Regions from separate parts of the Mus musculus genome. Here region 2 is linked to region 1. The links are chromatin contacts, called in public promoter capture Hi-C maps. All regions are on one chromosome and are shown on one strand. Each heading gives the region's core, a stretch centred on a gene start, on an enhancer-like site or on the middle of the called end of the contact. The rest is flanking DNA. Distances are from core to core; before and after follow the strand shown.

The links. Capture Hi-C pulls out chosen DNA fragments and counts their contacts.
Region 2: a promoter capture Hi-C map of adipose tissue shows a contact between it and region 1. The contact joins the promoter of Chrnb1 here to the promoter of Cldn7 in region 1. A contact is called at or near these places in 3 of 39 promoter capture datasets (fetal liver, macrophages and stem cell-derived epiblast-like cells), 7 of 484 Hi-C or Micro-C datasets (B cells, the Ba/F3 cell line, CD4 T cells and 4 more), 4 of 115 datasets of contacts at active chromatin or transcription factors (bone marrow-derived macrophages, embryonic stem cells and stem cell-derived neural progenitor cells) and 3 of 9 other capture datasets (adipose tissue, liver and pancreatic islet).

Annotation. Positions count from the first base shown.
Region 1 is chr11:69,963,856-69,967,227 of GRCm38.p6, reverse strand. It overlaps Cldn7 (claudin 7), which reads right to left and starts at 1,807. Exons shown (of 4, transcript NM_016887.6): 1 at 1,079-1,807; 2 at 121-285; 3 at 1-8. The coding sequence starts at 1,301.
Region 2 is chr11:69,794,184-69,797,433 of GRCm38.p6, reverse strand. Chrnb1 (cholinergic receptor, nicotinic, beta polypeptide 1 (muscle)) reads left to right here and starts at 1,497. Exons shown (of 11, transcript NM_009601.4): 1 at 1,497-1,612; 2 at 1,700-1,839; 3 at 2,421-2,465; 4 at 3,175-3,250. The coding sequence starts at 1,555. It overlaps Fgf11 (fibroblast growth factor 11), which reads left to right. Exons shown (of 5, transcript NM_001362623.1): 5 at 1-1,366.

The DNA.
Region 1 (3,372 bases), core at 558-3,057:
AGCAAGACCTAGAAAGAGAAAGAAGATTCTGGTATTGGGTGTCCAGACCAAGATCTTGACTATGCTCTTCTGGGTGAAAGACTGAGCCCCTTGGTCCCACCCTGGACCCTTGAGGCTCACCTGCCACAATGAAAACAATGCCTCCAGTCATAGCTATTCGGGCCTTCTTCGCTTTGTCATCTCCCCCACAGCGTGTGCACTTCATGCCCATCGTGGCGACAAACATGGCTAAGAAGCCCAACACCAGGGACACCACCATTAAGGCTCGAGTGGCCTGCAGGGCTCCTGCAGGGGAGGAAGGCGGCGGTCATTGCTGGAAATGGCAGGTAGCCTTAGGATGGCGCCAGCCTTAGTGCTGCAGACCGCGCCCACTAACCCCTGGACCGTGGTCCGCCTGTCTGGTTCCGCCGGCAGCCTGGGGCCCCCTAGTCCAAGGCAGGCCTTGTGCAGACGGTTCCCGCCCCCATCCCGCCACCAAGTCCTTTCCGCTCCCCGCCCCGCCCTGCGCTCCAGAACCCGCCCGGGGCGCCAAGGTTTCGATGAAACCGTTCCAGGTAGGGGGGAAGGGAGAAAGGGGGCGAAAGAGAAGTGCAGGTGGCGGCTAAGGCCCTCGCTCCAGCCACACCAGCCGGCGCGTGTCCTAGCTTTGGCCCCGCTATCGAGGCCACCGAGTTTGTGGCTTCAGCTAATCGGCCGATAAGATTAGAGGCCACAAGTACGGTCCCACGTCTAACGAGGGCACGATTCCGCGGCCCTGAGAACCTCCGTCCCTCTTCTCCTTTTGTCCAGAGAAAGAAGCAGGGGAAGAGAGAGACCACTGACTGCCAGGGGTTGGGGGGTGCTTCGCCCAGGAAACCCCCCCAAAAAAAATCTGGGCAGAGGGGCGTGGACCCACGTGGGACACCCAGATCAGATCCCAGGCACGCTCTCTCTCTGTCCCACCGACTGAGCCCAAGGCGTCCACTTCCTCCTCCCTGGCAACCCCGGGCGCCGGGCAGTGCGGCCTGGGCCCTGCCCCACACCCAACCCGGCCACCTTGACCCTGGGCACGTCCGCCCCGTCGGTCCCACGGCCTTACCCGGCAGGGCGAGCACCGAGTCGTACATTTTGCAGCTCATCATGCCGGTGCTCTGCGTGACGCACTCCATCCAGAGCCCCTTGTACATGGCCTGGGCTGTGATGATGTTGTCGCCCGCATAGGAGCTCATCTGCCACTGAGGGATGGCAGTGCTCGCTATCAGGCCCACCCAGCCAAGCATGGCCATTGAAAAGCCCAGCAGTTGCAGGCCCGAGTTGGCCATTTCCTTGTCTCAGAAAAGACGGGACGCGCCGGGAGGGCGACCCTACAGTAAAGCAAAAAAACAAAAAAACAAAAATCCGGGGAGCAGCAACACAAGAAAATTTGGATAGAGATTTAAGTCACCCAAAGGAGAAAAAGATTTTTTTTTGGACCGGGTAACTACAAATCTTGTTAACCGAGGTAAACACAAATCGTCCCCTCCGGTGAAGCGACACTCTCACAGCAGAGGGAACCGGCTTCGCCCGAAGGACTGGTTCCAGACAAAAGCGGTCCCCGAAGGCCGGGCGGTTCCTACCGGCGTGCTCCGAGACTACCCAAAGAAGTGGAGGGGCCGTTAGGGCGTGGCCCCCAGAAAGTATGCGGGCCCTTGGGCCCCAGGCTGCGGTGCGCGGCACAGGGAGCTGGCGGTGCGGCGGCAGGTGCGGGCGAGCAGGTGCGGCGCACCTGAGTATATATATGCAGGACGTCGGGGACGCGCCCCCGCAGGCACCCGGAGCGCTGCAACTTGGGCGGGACCAGAGGGGCAGTCGAGTGACCTGACGTCACTGAAGGGACACTCACCTGAACCGGAAGTCTTGGCCCCTACCCCCTCCTCGTCCAGGTGAAGAGGAAGAAACCTGAGCTCCAGGGTCACGCCCCTTCATTTGCCTGGCTCTAACCGTTGATGGGAAATAGGCGACGGCTTCTCAGAAGTCCCTGGGGTCGGAGTCTGCCCTGCAGACTCCAAGTGGCCCCTTCCTCTCCTTTCCATACAGGTGCGCCTGGGTCGCTGCGGAGCCAGTACCCTCAGACGCCCCTGGAAAGGCTCCTCGCCATCCTTCCCCTGCAGGTTTCGGCGCGTGCCACTTGTCCAGCCCGACTTTCGTCTCCACTCTCAGCTCTTTTTTTCTTTAGTCTCCTACCAAGGCCTGTCTCATCATCAGGGGCCCTAACCCATTACGGTAAAATCACCCGTGCTGCATGCACCCTTCTAGGAATTTCTACTCTCAGACAGTCTAGCAACCTACCGCTTCACCGCTCAAGCCCTCCACAAGACACGGCTCTCCGACAGTCCTCCCACAGGCCTGGTCCCAGGACCAGGTAGGTACAGGACTTAGCACCTGAGCCTGTCAGTGTCTCCTCCAACATAGAGGCTCCTTCTACCCGAAGGAGTTTTCCGAGGGTGGGGAGAAGGGTAAGACCTAGGTCAGAGAGTCTGACACGACACGCCCAACATTCCCCTCCCCAGGTTGTCATTTCTGGTTTACCTTCATTTTCCTCACTTCCTTCTCCATCCACACACTTTCTCTTTCCTTCATTCTGAGCTTCCGGGGACCTGTTTGTGTGCCCTTTCGGTGCCCTCCGACCCACTCTAGCATCTTAATTCATCCCTTAGAAAGTCTAGCTTAAGGCTGGGGAGATGGCTCAGGGGTTAAGAGCACTGACTGCTCTTCCAAAGGTCCTGAGTTCAAGTCCCAGTAAACACATGGTGGCTCACAACCATCCATAATGAGATCTTGACACCCTCTTCTGGTGTGTCTGAAGACAGCTACAGTGTATTTAAATATAATAATAAAATCTTAAAAAAAAAAATAGAAAGCCTAGCTCAGCCTCCACTCCTTCCAGCTTTCCCAGAACTTTGACCATCCTTCCTCCCAGCTTGGCTTCTAAGGTTCTCATTTATCTTTCCCCTTTTCCTGCCTTCTGCATTTTTATTCACCCCCCCCAACACACACACACACACACACACACACACACACACACACACACACACTTCCAGACTAAGGTTGCTCCCTCCAGACCCTTGGAGCCCAGTAGCCCAGTGTGTCCATCACTGCCCCCCTGAACTCTTTCTAGTTCTTTCTTCCAGTCTACCTCTCCTACAACCTCCTTCCACCTCTCAGACCTTCACAGGTCTTTCTTCCTTTTGCTAGTTTTTTGGTTTTTTATTTACGTTTATGTGCACTGGTGTTTTCCCTGCATGTATTATGTTTCTGTGAAGCTTGTGACAGATGTGTGTGTGGGTCCTAGGATTTGAACCCAGGTCCTCTGGAAGAGCAGTGCTCTTAACCACTGAGCCCATTCTCCAGACC
Region 2 (3,250 bases), core at 248-2,747, 170 kb after region 1:
TGAATCTCAGTTCTAGGACATAGCCCATGACTCTCAGCCCTTTCTTCCCGGATGGAGCTAGGGCCTGTATAGCCATATTATTGTACTAGAGTAAGTTCTAGACCTACCCTTCCACTTTCTCTAGCAATTAAAGGATGAGCTATGGGTAGAACTCAGCTATGATTAATTAAAAACTGATTGGCTCTGAGCTGTGCTTGGTGGCACACACCTGTAATTCAGCACCCGGGAGGCTGAATCAGACAGATCCTGAGTTGGAGGCCATCCTGGGCTACAATAGCAAAACCCTGTCTCAAAAGCCAATACACACACACACATACACACACACACACACACACACACACAGAGAGAGAGAGAGAGAAAGAGAGAGAGAGAGAGAGAGAGAGAGAGAACTAATCAGTACTGAACGGATCAAGAACCACTTCTTGCTTTTCCTAAATAATTTTCTAAAAATAGTCCCTCCAGAATACTAACCTTACTTTTACATGGTTTCTAGTTTCAGCATTCCAACTAGGGTTCTGCCAGGGAGACAAGAGTCTGGGGAAAGATACAGGAATTCTGGAAGAATATACCTGGCTCCTAGAAGGGAAGCTGAGAGGGAGAAAATGCCATGGTATGATTGAACCTGTGTCTGAACACTTAGCTACCTCAGCAGGAATTCCTTCCAGATCCCTTTTAAAGCTGAGGACTTTCGTTCTGATATGGTATGCTGCATCTGTGAGGTAAAGGAGAGGAGGAGAATCAGGAAATAAAAGGCTAGCCTGGGCTACCTAGTGAGGTCAGGGCCAGCCTAGGCTATGTGAGACCCTGTCTCAAACAACAGGAAGCTAAGGTCTACAATGAGAATAACTCTAGAATTAAAAAGGACAAATAGGGACACAGCCTTGACTCCCCCTCACAGCAGAGAGACCCCCAACTCAGCAATAAGTTCAACTTCTCCGAGCCCTCTACAGGTCAGGCTTAGGAAACGAGGAGCCTCTTGGGCTCCCAGACCTCATATGTATCCCCAGAGCTTCTAACTAAATAGAATTTACTTTACTTTACAGCTTTTAAACCTCAGGTGGGTTCTAAGTACCCAAAAAGGACCTGAAAAACGGAGAAAGCCATGGGGAACCTCTAGTAAAATAGGAGGTAGATTCTGAGTCTAGCAGATGTAGGTGGAAACGTCTATTGAGGTCCTAAGGGAGGGGCTAGTGCTCAAAGACAGGTCACTTTTCCTCAGGCCCTTTTACTTCTGGCTTGTTGCAAGAGATGCCCCCCTCCCTCATACAAACCCCGCTCAGGCTCCGCCCATCTCCTGGCACTGCTCTCAGGGGACGGGGTCTCCACTTCATGCTTTCTGTAATTAAAGATGATTTATACAACCGGAGTGTTATCTGACATTTGTGAGTGGAGGGCGACTGCAGTTGCTCCGGGCGGGACCAAGTCCCGAGGGCGGGGCGGGTGGGCTGGCGTCTGGTCCCCCGACAACAGGTGCACATTCCTGGGCGCCTCGTCACTTCCCCTGGCCTGAGGCCGCTATCCGGACAAACTTCACTGAGCGAAAGAGGCAGGGCCATGGCCTTAGGGGCGCTGCTTCTGCTTCTAGGGGTACTCGGGACGCCCCTCGCCCCAGGTAAGTCAGTTTGGGTCTCCAAGAGGCAGTGATGAGCAATGGTCACGGCCAGCCCCGGGAGCGTCACTTAGTGCTTTCCTTCGTCAGGCGCCCGCGGGTCGGAAGCCGAAGGCCAACTGATTAAGAAACTTTTCTCCAACTATGATAGCTCGGTGAGGCCGGCGCGGGAGGTGGGAGACCGCGTCGGGGTCAGCATCGGCCTCACCCTGGCGCAACTCATCAGCCTGGTGAGAGCGGCACTGCGGGTGGAGTCGCTGGGCAGGACCGACTGGGGGCGTGGCTTTAGACGCTGCCCAGAAGATCGACAGCCTGGGGGCGGGCGGGTTATGCTAAGAGGCAGACAAGCCTTTGGCGGTGATTGGGTAAAAATCAGACCAATGAACTAGTTCATGGGCGAGGCCTCTATGATAGGTACAGAATACTGTTCTGCTAACTCGCCTGTGGGCGGGTTTTGAGGCGGAGCTGGGGCAGAAGGACCTGCTACCGGGAGGACCTCGAGGCGGGGCTGTGTAATATTCTAGCAAAGTCCAGCAGAGCTTGGTACCTAAGCAGTCAATAAACAACTCTGAGCGGAGATTCAGAGTTGTATCCATTAGACGCCGGGCGTGGCCCGTGACTTAACCTCGACGTAAAAGAAAGGAAAGCAGGCACCAAGGCTGGTGTTTCGAGATTGATATGAGATGGAGTTTGCACCCAAGAAGGTGCAATTTAGAGAAAGGGACTAGAGATTCCATGGAGAAAGTAACTCACCGAACCCTCGTTTCCACCCACTTCATTTCACTTCTGCCTTTTAACTTTTCCATTCTAGAACGAGAAGGATGAAGAAATGAGCACAAAGGTGTACTTAGACCTGGTATGGAGACCTCGTGGGTTAGGGAAAGGCACCCTGTTTCCTTTATATTAATCTCCTGGAGTCCTCATCCCAGTAAGATTTTTTTTTAATAGTAACTCACAACGTACACATATAATAACTGAAACAGAATTTTCGATCAACAAATTTAAGATACAAGTTTGGGGATCACTAATTTGAATTCCCATCCTTGAAAGATCCTGAACTGCATGCAGGTTGAACATCACTTTAGGGTGGCTAGTTCAATCTCTTCAGTTATTTCTTAAATTATTCTATTTTTATTTTATGTGAATGGGTGTTTTGCTTGCATATGTCTGTGAAGCACATGCATAACTGGTGTCCGTGGAAGCCAGAAGAGGGCCCCTGTTCTCCTGGAACTAGAGTTACAGATGTTTGGGCCTTCCACGTAGGTGCTCGGAATCTATTTTGGGTCCTCTGGAAGAGTAGCCAGTGCCCTTAACCAATGAGGTATCTCTTTAGGCCCCTTCTTCGGTTTGAGACTGAAAAAAGAGAGTTCAGTCCAGGGCTCGGGACTGGGCGGAGGAAACCAGTTGACGTGAATCCCAGACAGTGACAGCATAGCCAGAACCTTTTTTCCTTTTCTCAGCCCTGTGCTTCTCCCCTTTGCACCCTCTTCCTGGCATTCTTTCTGACACCTCAAGCCTCTCCCAGCCCTTTAGCCTGAACAGCCCTTTAGCCTCTGCTTCCTTAGGAGTGGACCGACTACAGGTTAAGCTGGGACCCCGCAGAACATGATGGCATCGATTCTCTCCGCATCACTGCTGAAT